Regions from separate parts of the Dromaius novaehollandiae genome. Here region 2 is linked to region 1. Evidence: chromatin contacts called from public Hi-C data. All regions are on one chromosome and are shown on one strand. Each heading gives the region's core, a stretch centred on a gene start, on an enhancer-like site or on the middle of the called end of the contact. The rest is flanking DNA. Distances are from core to core; before and after follow the strand shown.

Evidence for each region. A called contact is a pair of places that touch in the nucleus more often than the background predicts.
Region 2: a Hi-C map of brain shows a contact between it and region 1, with 5 times the contacts expected there. The contact joins the promoter of RIPK4 here to the enhancer-like site in region 1. A contact is called at or near these places in 3 of 4 Hi-C or Micro-C datasets (brain, liver and ovary).

Annotation. Positions count from the first base shown.
Region 1 is chr1:121,290,665-121,295,878 of bDroNov1.hap1, forward strand. No RefSeq gene overlaps it. Among named protein-coding and RNA genes, the nearest start is that of TMPRSS2, 25 kb to the left of the region's middle. Within about 2 kb of position 3,802, at least 2 of the 2 cell types and tissues checked have open chromatin away from gene starts, as enhancers often do.
Region 2 is chr1:121,355,621-121,360,847 of bDroNov1.hap1, forward strand. It overlaps RIPK4 (receptor interacting serine/threonine kinase 4), which reads right to left and starts at 2,564. Exons shown (of 8, transcript XM_026121568.2): 1 at 2,316-2,564. The coding sequence starts at 2,497. It overlaps LOC112996184 (a long non-coding RNA gene), which reads left to right and starts at 2,606. Exons shown (of 3, transcript XR_010392758.1): 1 at 2,606-3,314; 2 at 3,521-3,625; 3 at 3,726-4,192.

The sequences.
Region 1 (5,214 bases), core at 2,552-5,051:
GCTTGGGAATGACTTTGAAAGCACATTGCTAAGCACAAAGGCAAAGGGAAAAAGGGGAAGAGTAAGGCCTCTATCTAAGAGTGAGACCAAGTATCCATTAAATCAGCAAAGGTCTAATGCCATACCAGCCTACTAATGGAGAGGAAGAGGAGTGCTAGCAATAACTACTGGTGCAAGGAACACCATGGAATCAGCCACATTGATATTCCGTGCTACCAATACATGACAAAAAGCCATGCTCTGCTCTTCCCATGTGTCTGACCGTAGCAAAGAGACAGACCACCTAATCTGCAACTCTGCTCCTCTCTCTGACATTCAGTTCTGTGAACCTGGGCACGTCATTTAACTATTTTGTAAAATAAAGTCAATTAGATTTTCCTGCCAACTGCTAATTATATTGTAGGGGTTTGTGAAGCACGCTGTGGGAGCATCTAGAAGTAGAATGGCAAAAAATTTCCAGTGTAGTCCCTAATTCTCAACATCCATCTCCATACAGAATTTCCTAAATCAGCTGATTCTATGAAAAATTGTGACTGATCAAGATGTTTGACAGTGATTTTCATCAATTACTGAAAAGAGCATCAGGCCCTCTGTACTTATGTATGTGTCACCACTAAAGCTCTAGAGAAACATGCTGGTTCAGAACTCCTCTCCAGTTTGTGGTAAAGCCTGCACGTATATCCTCAGCCTACACACTCCAGATCATCCACATGATCCTTCTTCAGCCATGGCCCCTCCTAATCCATCTTGCAGTCATGAAATGCAAAATGCATTTGAACATTCTCCTTATTTTGTGTTCCAGTTACCCATTATTATTCACTTTGGAGAGTTCTTAGTAATTTTCAGTTCCTTATCTGTAGAATTGGAAGCCACTTGAGAACTAGACCAGCAGAAGAAAAGATCCTGAGTGTGAATTAACCTGGGGGAGAGGAATACTTCCCATGCAATTAGCCACAACATTTATATTACTGTTAATGGAAATTCCACAGCTGCTTCTCAGTGTACTGCACTGAAAATGAACTCTAAGTCATAAATGAGCTTGTTCAAAAAGAAATGTCCCTGGATATGTACATAAATTCCCTTCTACCTTGGCAAACACAGCTATTTGACTGCTTTCAGTCAGATTTAAGGAGGTGACTTTCCATTGACCTGTTCCCCCCAAGTAAGATCATGAAATGTTTGTTAGATTTAACATACGCTAGACATTGGCCACTACATCAACACCGAGGCAGGAACTGTCACCTTTGTCACTTGCTTATTCAAAGAAAGAAATCACCATTCTATGGTAGACTGAAGGATTTGCAGCAACTAATTTGGGAGAAGTAAGGGGAAGGGGCTAGAGAACAAGACAAAGGAGTGAGGTATGCAAAAAGTGACTCTGATTTGCACAAGGGATCAGATAATCAAACCCCACATCTTCTCAGGATTAAAAATAGTGCAGAAATCTTAGGCTGCAGCCACATCTTGCCTTTGTTGGAGGAGTTCTGCTTGAGAAACTCCTTTCCTGTCTTTGGCTGCTCATTCCTTGGCCACAGCATGTGCTGCCTCCTCTGTTCAGATGTCAGCATGGCGCTGCCGTAAACCACAACGCTGAAATGACTTGGGATAAATCTCCCAGGTTTTGTTTTGTTTTGTTTTGTTTTTCAAGCATATTTCTTTTCAGCCTGGATCATTTCAGAATGCAAACACAGACCACAAACTGTTGCACTGAGAGGAAGAACAGCAGTGAAGTGTGGCGGCTGGAGCCAACATGTTTTGCAACACTGCCCTCATCTGACTAAAAGCTAATTATCTGATGACTTAAACTCTGGAATACCTTTCACGTCAGAATTAGATAACTCATGTATTTCAATTCTGCAGGTATTGCGGAGCAAGTAGGAGAGGCTGAGAACTGGAGGCTGAGGGACATGAAACAACAGAGATTGTACAGGGAAGCAGAGGGGCAAGCAACATGTTTTGTCTGAGGGCCAGGAGAAACATTTACGGGGAGCTGAAGCTGTGCGTAAGATGGTCCTGTGGAGGAGCAGCAGATGAATTGAAAAGGGGTACGCTAAAGGAGACAGAAAGCAGAAAGAGATGTGTACGCATAACTGGATGGCTGTGAAGCAATGTAAAGAAGAAGTAAAAATAGAAAGAGAGATGGACATGGCTCCATCTCAGGTAGGTCTAGAACAGAAAGCACAATGCTGCTGCCCACAGACAGGCTGCAGCTTCTCAAACTGAGGGGGCTATTCGACCTGTCAGTACTGAAAGGTTACAGATCAAGTACTTTACCAGGCATAGCTGACTCCATTATTTGGCTAGACAAAAAACAAAACTGTTGTATGCAGCTTTTTATTGACCATTATGATGCTTGTTTATTTACAGTCTATTATTTTGAGATCACCATTCCTTGTTATCTCTCTAATTTGAACAGTGTTTAGTTCATCTTTAAGAAATGATAGGTCTCTTACTTTAGAAGATATATTTGGAAGCAGCAAGGCAGGGTGTGGTGCCACATCACACCAGTCACTTGCCACAGAAAAGTTCCAGCTGCTGATTTCTCTATTTGCACAAGCTAAGTCACATTAATATTGCATCAGGAGTGATCCAGCACAAGGAGCAGTGAGGGGAAGCAGGTTGTATCTCCACACGCTAGTTTCAACAATCCCAAAAGTTGTCTTGATTTGTTCCCCTGCTAAAAAAGGGCCCATCCAGGCCAATGCACAAGAACAAAATTGCCATGCAGCAACAATCCCCTAATTCAAGTCAATGACTTGCCCTGAAATATAGCTGAAACCACTCTCTTCTGCAGAGCCACACCTCTATAGCTCAGTGATGTGGGAAAGTTACCTGCAGCTGTGATTTTCTGAGGGCTTCCCAGCTGCTTTGCATCTCATTTTCATTGCTTGCAGAAGCAGCACAAGGTGGGAGTGAGTATTAAGTTCTCCTTTTGCTGCCTTTGTGCACATACCTGTTTTATAGAAGACAGTATGTCTCTCTGGCTAAGGGATTTGATTGCTGTAGCTTCCTGATAACAGCTCTTTCAGCAGAGGTCCTGTCTCTGAGGGCTATGAGGTAACAGGTGAGAGTGAAAACAGGGTGTGTTTTTTCTCTTTCTTATTTGGTCTTGCCTTTAGTCTTTACATCACAAGCCTGCTCATGGACACTCTGTTTTGAAAGCAAAAGGGAGAAATATAACATCTTGGGGTTGCGTTTTGCATTAGTAAAAGGCAATTCCTTGGTTTTGCTGCTCCTGCGTGAAGCAAATTTAACACCACCTGTGAGAAGTGGATGTGAAATTTGATGAAAGAATGGTTACTGCACTAGCGTAAGGCAAAGTGGAGTAATAAACAGAAATGCTTTGTATGGATGTACTGGAGCTTCAAACGCCAACCATCCTAGTACTGCTTGATTTGTCCAGGCAAGGCCCCTGGCTGGAAAGTGTGATGGTGTTGCTGTAGGGATGCGTCCGAGTATGGTGGTCTGTGCCCCTCGTCTGCCGTATTTAAACAGAAATCCCCATTTCCTGAAGAAGAATTTCGTTTTGAACTGCATAGGACAGAATGGTGGGACCTTCAGTGTAACGACTTGCTGATGCTGTCCGCTTGGGTCTGTGTGGGTGTTTGTTTGTTTTGTGTTTTTAAGGGGGGGTGAGGTAGGTCCCGTCGTACCGGGCTGTATTTGGGCCTCCGCGGCGCCAGGACGGCCGGCAGGGGTCGCCGCCGCCCCAGCGACGGGGCTGCGGCGGGAAGCGGGGCGCGGCCCGGCCCGGCCCCTCGCGGAGGAGAGGGGAACTGCGTCAGCCCAACAGCCTCGGGGTTTGAAAACGGGGGGCGGGAGGAGAGGGACGTTACAGGCCTTGGCGGTGCCCCAGGGAGAGGAGCAGGAAGAGGAGGAGGTTAGCGGGTGGGCGGGTCGGGTCGCGCGCTCCTCTGTAGCTAGAGGAGGCTAAATAAACATCGTGTATGTGTTTCTGGCTAGATGATAAGTGTCTTTTTTCACCTTGAAATGGGCTTGACTCCAGTGACTGCATCATAAGGCATCCAGCTATATGAATATGATGGCAAGGTAATTTGGCCAGTAAATCGGGGGCCCTTTCTTCTCCCCCAGGAACCACTTCCCAAAGCTTTGTCAAATAACAGATGAGCTTTGCTCATCTTGTTTGAGGGTTATTTTTGTGAGGAATGTGCCGTGAGATAAATATAAATACTACTGTAAAGTGTGTTGGGAGAGGGGAAGAAAACAAGAGTGTGTGATTTACATTTCTTAGCGCTTTTCTCAAAGTGATCTAACTGCCCTGAAGTGTTGCACAAAGGCTGCTGCCCTCAGAGGGATGGATGATGGTGTTGGACCAATCATGCTTTCTGCTACAGCAAATTAGGTCTACACAGTTGGAGCACAGCAGCCAATGGAAAAAGGATCTGGTTTTAGCAGAAATCAGAGGGCCCAGGAGGAGTCTGGCTGTCTAATTAAGAGAGAAGTGTTGTCACCTGTCATTATTCCATGTGGAGGAATATGGAGGAATCTCCTTTGGGATATATGCTTTTGTTTAATTAAAAAAAATGCTTAGAGCTGCAGATTTCACCTAAATCTTGAGCTGCGTGCATGAGTTTTTGGTTCAGAGCGATAAGAAAAGTCCCTTTGCTGTTGCGTAGAGTTCAGGGGTGTTCAAGGGCTTTCTGGAGCTCATCCAGTGTCCATCATGTGTTGCCTAACAACAACTGAGGACTGTCTTGTGTAAGTGAGACTTAAAAAAAAAAAAAAAAAAAAAAAAAAAAAAAAAAAAAAAAAAAAGGGGGGGGGGGGGGGGGTTTCCAGGGGCTTTAGTGCTGTCAAATTGGGGTCATCCCATTTGGGCTGCTGGAGCAAATGGTGGTCTGGACTTCAGCTGCATAGTGTTTGCTGTCTTTTTCTTTAACTTTTTTGTTTAAAATGGTATGTATTGGGAAACATAAAATCAGTTGCAAGAAGGATTATTGGAATGTGGATGTTGCATGCTTTCCACAAATATTTGTCATTAAATGTCTGGCGTTAATATGTGACTGCTTAACAAGGAAATGGAATATTGAAACTATTTCCCCCCCCCCCCCCCCCCAAATGAACACAACACTGAGATTTTAATTGCACCTCATTCAGGAAGTTCATGGCTGAGAATTCCCCTTAAGACTGAGTTCCATTTTGAGAGCCTGATTCTGATTTGACCTGGTTTGTTCATTTGGGTTTTATGCACTG
Region 2 (5,227 bases), core at 1,314-3,813, 64 kb after region 1:
GTACATTTTCTGCAAACTTCCAAGAAAAACAGAAGCAGCAGAGGATCAAGTATGTGAACGGGACCTATTTTATAATATTTGTCTTCAATATGAATTTATACGTTAAATAAATTTGATTTATATCAGCTTTGAGGCACAGTGTCTACTTTGGGGGGAAAAATATCATTTCTAAACATATTCTGCAAATGAAAAGTGTAGTAAATGTTCTGGCTTATTTTTAAGAGGCATTTTCATTTTAACTGAAAAAAATAGTTCACTACAGTAATTTTTGGATAGGTCTCAATAACTGTCATCTGAAATCTACTTTGAAGCTTTAAGAAAGTTAGGAGGGCTTGCAAGTTACCCAAAACACTCTCTACAAATTTGACATCTTTTCCATTTTGTTCACAGACAGCCCAGTCACCCTGTGTATGTATGAAACTCTCCCTTCTCTCTTTTAAAGAGGAAACATTTCATCTCACCTGCTCTGTTACATCAACCATGCCTACAGCAAAGCCAGCAATTCAGGTAATGGGCAAGAGGTTCCCCTACCCTAGTAAACTTGCAGAGGTCAGACTTATAACCATTTTCAGTCCTAGGACCAACTTATCTTCTCCTCTTGCAGGAACTGCAACAAGGGAAACCTTTTGTGACCAAACCATCCCACATCCCACTCCAAAAATGCACTGCAGAATCGGCTTGAGAGTTGGCAGAGTCCACAGAGATCCAGGTGGAACTGGAAGGGCTCCATGAACACGACCTGGACACGTTCACTTCCCTCCACACAAACGCTGACCTGCAGGGAGGTTGCTACTCTCCTTTGAAACAGACAGATGCTTCTAAAGATGCCTCTGATGACCTTCCTCTCCTAGGAAAGGGCAGACCCCCCCCCAATAGGCCCCATCACATGCAGACCACGCGGCACAGCGTAGCTGACTGTCCTGTCTCCACTGTGCGCCATGGCTAGCTGCAGAGGGAGACAAGCTGAAAGAGGTTCTCACCATGGAGTATCTTTACCAGCAGCATGAAATACAGCTCCACACAAGACTACCCAGTGAAGATATGTTCAGCACAGGTGGCAGGGAGAAACACTGGCCCTGAACTGAAGCCAGAAAACATCTCTCCTGGCAAGTCTCCTTTCAGCACCTGGTCCTGAAAGACAGCACAGCCCGGGGCTGCGGAGCGCACCAACCACTCCCCATCGCCGCAGGACTTGCCCCACCGCTCACCACCCCCATCCACCACACCGGAGTCTCAGCATGAAAGGGTGACTGCAAATGCAAGGTAAAGGGCTCGCTTTCCCCATGGCAGGGAGCTCGCTGCGGTGGGACACCACAGGCCTGAGGAACCCCCAGATCCCATCCTGCATTTTCACTCCTTCGATGGACTCGGGAGCCGCAGCAGGCGCAACGCTTTCGCACAAGCCGATACATGCACAACCAGGGCAGGGCGAAATGCTTCCCGAACAGCTCTGAGGAAGCAGGCAAGACCTCTGCTGCAGCGGAGCGGTGGCTGTTTCCAACCCGCTTCCAGTGGCTAAGCAACACAGTTGATCCTTGAGGGTGGCCAGCCCCAATATGCACAATATAACTAAAGGTGTGGGTCTGGGCTTCACTTCAGTGTGACAAAGGGCACGTTTGCCTCGGGAATATTTAATTGCGGGGCTGTCTTTGTTGCGTTTAGTCACACTTCATACGCGTTGCTGTCAGTAAACAGGGCTACAAGACAGGCTGCAGCTACAGTGCGCCTGCCTCATTTGCGTGGGGCTGGGTTGGCTTGTTGTTTTTCAAGTGTACTCCTAAGATCTGTGACTCTGGGCTACATCGCTTGTTTTGTTTCTTAAAAATAAAGTTGCATCGGCAGGGCAAGCAGTACTGTAACCTAGTTTGGCCTCAGAAGTGTTTGAACTGCTCTCAGGTGCAATTACCCACATTTGCATGCCTTCTGTAAGCTGAGCCAAAAAAAAGGAAAACAAAAAACAAAAAAATCCCTGAGCTCTTTAGTTCTCCCCCCAAAGCGGAGGCAGACAAGTCGTGTCATATTAACTTGCTCCGTGTTTCACCGCGCTGCACTGAACCCGCCAACACACACGTCTCCGGCTACTCGGGCACGTGAAAGCGCTATGTTTTGGTTACCGCAAGCCTGAGACGTGCAGCAGGGCAACCCGTGAGCGCTGCTGCAGGACAGCTCGGGGGCAGCCGGGATCCTCCCCGCACGCCGCCACTCTGCGAGCGCCCCTGCGCGCGCACGAGGCTGCTCCGAGCCCGGCCCCGCCGCCGGGCGGCGAAGCCCACGCCGCCGCTGACAGCCCCGGCCCGGCCCGGCCCATCCCTTACTTCTCGTCCACATGGAGGCTGGGCGAGCACTTGATGGCGAGCCACGTCTTCCAGTGGAGGTGCCGCACTTTGTACACCTGCCCGAAGCCGCCCGAGCCGATCTTCTCCCAGCTGCCGAACTCGCCCTCCTCGAAGGCTCTCAGCAGCCCCACGGCCCAGGGGGACCCGCTCTCCCGCGCCATGCCGCCCCGCCGCACGGCACGGCACAGGCCGCCACAGCACAGCCCGGCTCGGCTCGGCGCAGCACTGCACAGCGCCGCCGCCCCACCGCGGCCCAGGTGAGTCAGGCGCGCCCGGGGGCGGGGCGGGGCGTGACGACACTTCCTGGGCCACCGCCCGGGCCGCGCCGCGGCGAGGCGGCGGCGGCGGTTGTTGTCGCGCTGCCACCCGCGGCGGGCGGTTCGCGGCTTCCGCAGCCTAATGCTGTGGGTAGCGGTGCAGGTGCGCTGCTGGGGGATCGCTCTTACTAAAGTGAGGGTTTGATTTGGTTGAGCTCAGGAATATACATACATACATATATATATATAAAATATATTTTTATATATATATATATGTATATTTAAGACTGTATAGTGTTTAATCAGCATGGGTTAAGAGCCGAACTATGTATTTGTATGTGTATGTGCCCAAATCCAGCAACAGTGCAGTTTGTGTACTTTGGCACGCTGCCAACTGTACATTGACCAACTGCCCATCTAAGCATGAATGTATGCTTCTGCGAAATCCGTCCTTGCGTTTCGCGGAGGCAAACTCTGATTAACAGCAAGCAGGAGTGTTGGCTGCATAAAGACTGAATGCTACTAAGAAAAATCCAAAATGCGGGGTGCAGCAAGTTCCTCCGGGCGCACTCAGACCCAGCTGGGTCTGTACACGGCCTCTGGATCCTCCTGCTCTGCAGTCACATGAGGACTCGCTGGGAGTGGACCCAGACAAGCCAGGGACAGCATCCTAGAGGACTTCACACAGGACACATTCTCCTTCGCCCAGGTGCTCCAGGAGGTACAGTAAAAACACAGAAAAGTGTCCCAGAGAGACACTTTACTCAGCAAGTAGGATCTCCCCCGAGACAGAGGAGGCTTTAGGGCCCAGTCCTTGCTTTACACAATATACATTAAATAACAGAGCAAGGGCAGCTCTCCCCTCTCCCAGGGAAGCTCTCCAGTGGCCCCCTTCACACAGCCTCTTCCCATTTTCCATGTAAACAGAGCAGGGATCCCGGTGCCAGAGCAGCCCCAAAGGCTGGTGACTGCGGTGCTCTCCTTGGAGCACAACATGTCTGTCCTCCTCAGGCAAAAGCAATGGAGCTGAAGGCAAGTGCTCCACATGCTGGGTGAGCTGTAACAATCAAGCTATTAAATAAAAGGGGAGGGAAGCATCAACAACCACATTCATTCCTTTTCCTTCAAACAGGGCCAGCTCTGGGAACCCCAGCTGAGCTGCATCCCTCTGGCAAAGGACGGAGAAACCCTTAATCTGCACATCCTGCTCAGCTCTAGGAGACAGAGGGCAAGCGCTCAGCGTTGTGAAGACCAGAGTCTTTCTGGGCATGCTCTGAAGCCACGTTTTGGGGCTCCGGAAAACCATACTGCCAAAAACTGATGTGTCTATGGTTTTCAGTTGCCCTTGGGATTAGGAGTTTCGCTCATCACAGCTGTAGATTTCAATGTCTGAATCCTTTTATGGTTCTAGTAGCAGCTACCATAGGACTTGGATAAAGGGATAAGAAGCCTTAATCTGTCACTGAGATACGGCACTTGAAAAGAAGTCCTCTGCAACCTTTGGTATGTAACATAATGGTAAAGAGACTGTATTGCTATCTGCATCATGACCTATCATGCACACGTATCATGCCTTAATAAAGCTCATTTTAAAAATGAGTATCAGACTCAAGTTTACTTTCTAGGCCATTAGGGTGTGATCATTTAGTCTGGCAAGTTAAACAACAGAGGACAATGCTAAGTGTTTTATAGCTAAGATAGCAGTAGTCTCTCTTTTTTGTCTTTGCAAAGATCCATTTAGAAAAAATCTATAGAAGCATTTATTTTAATTACTTTAAAAAGACTTGGGACATCAAGTCTGTTCCCAGGGCTTTATTCCACATGGAATTGTTCCTGCTTAACCTATTCTGGATTCAGCTGAACACTTCTTTATTCTGAAATGTCTGTATGTAAATAAATCAGGAATAAGAAATGAATGTGTGTAGAGACAAGCCCTTAGGCCACCCGTGTAACCTGACGATATACCTCTATCTCACCTCCTTCTCCATTTCCTTCCTTCTATCATCATCCTAATTTTTTTCCTGTTTTGATTTGGGCCTTAGCTGCAACTGGATTGGTGTGGGGAGACCTCCATGCTCTCAAACTGAAGCAGAGCAGGAGCTCTGCTTAAATTGAAGCGCTTTGCAGAGCCTTGGACAGCATACCCTCTGGAGGTGTGCAGTACTTAGTCCCAAACAGCACACCAAATATTTTACTCCACTAATGACATATTACCATTTAAACTCTTATTTCACTGGGAAGTTGGCAAAAGCTGTAAAGCTAAACAAATTGGAGGAAACCCAATTTGCAATTAGTTGACAGTAAAAATTAAGTTTAAGCAAGAAATGGACTGTATATGAAGGCCCTTTTACCTGTACTGTGATTTGGGAATTAACTCTATGAACACCAGCAGTGAAGGACAGCTCGTGACATAACACGAAAAGAGCTGGTCAAAGAGACTTTTGATTACTTAGGTGCTTTTGAATGGGCTGGGCCTAAATACAATTCACTGTAAGGTGTGTAGAGAACTGGCTGCCCAGCTTCAGAGGTTTTAGTTGGTGAAACGTTGGAAGGCTGGAAAAGGGGCACCAATAGAGCTTGTCTTTATGAGGCTGGAAAAGAAGGTGACAAGGGAATTCCAGAGCAGTCAATTCT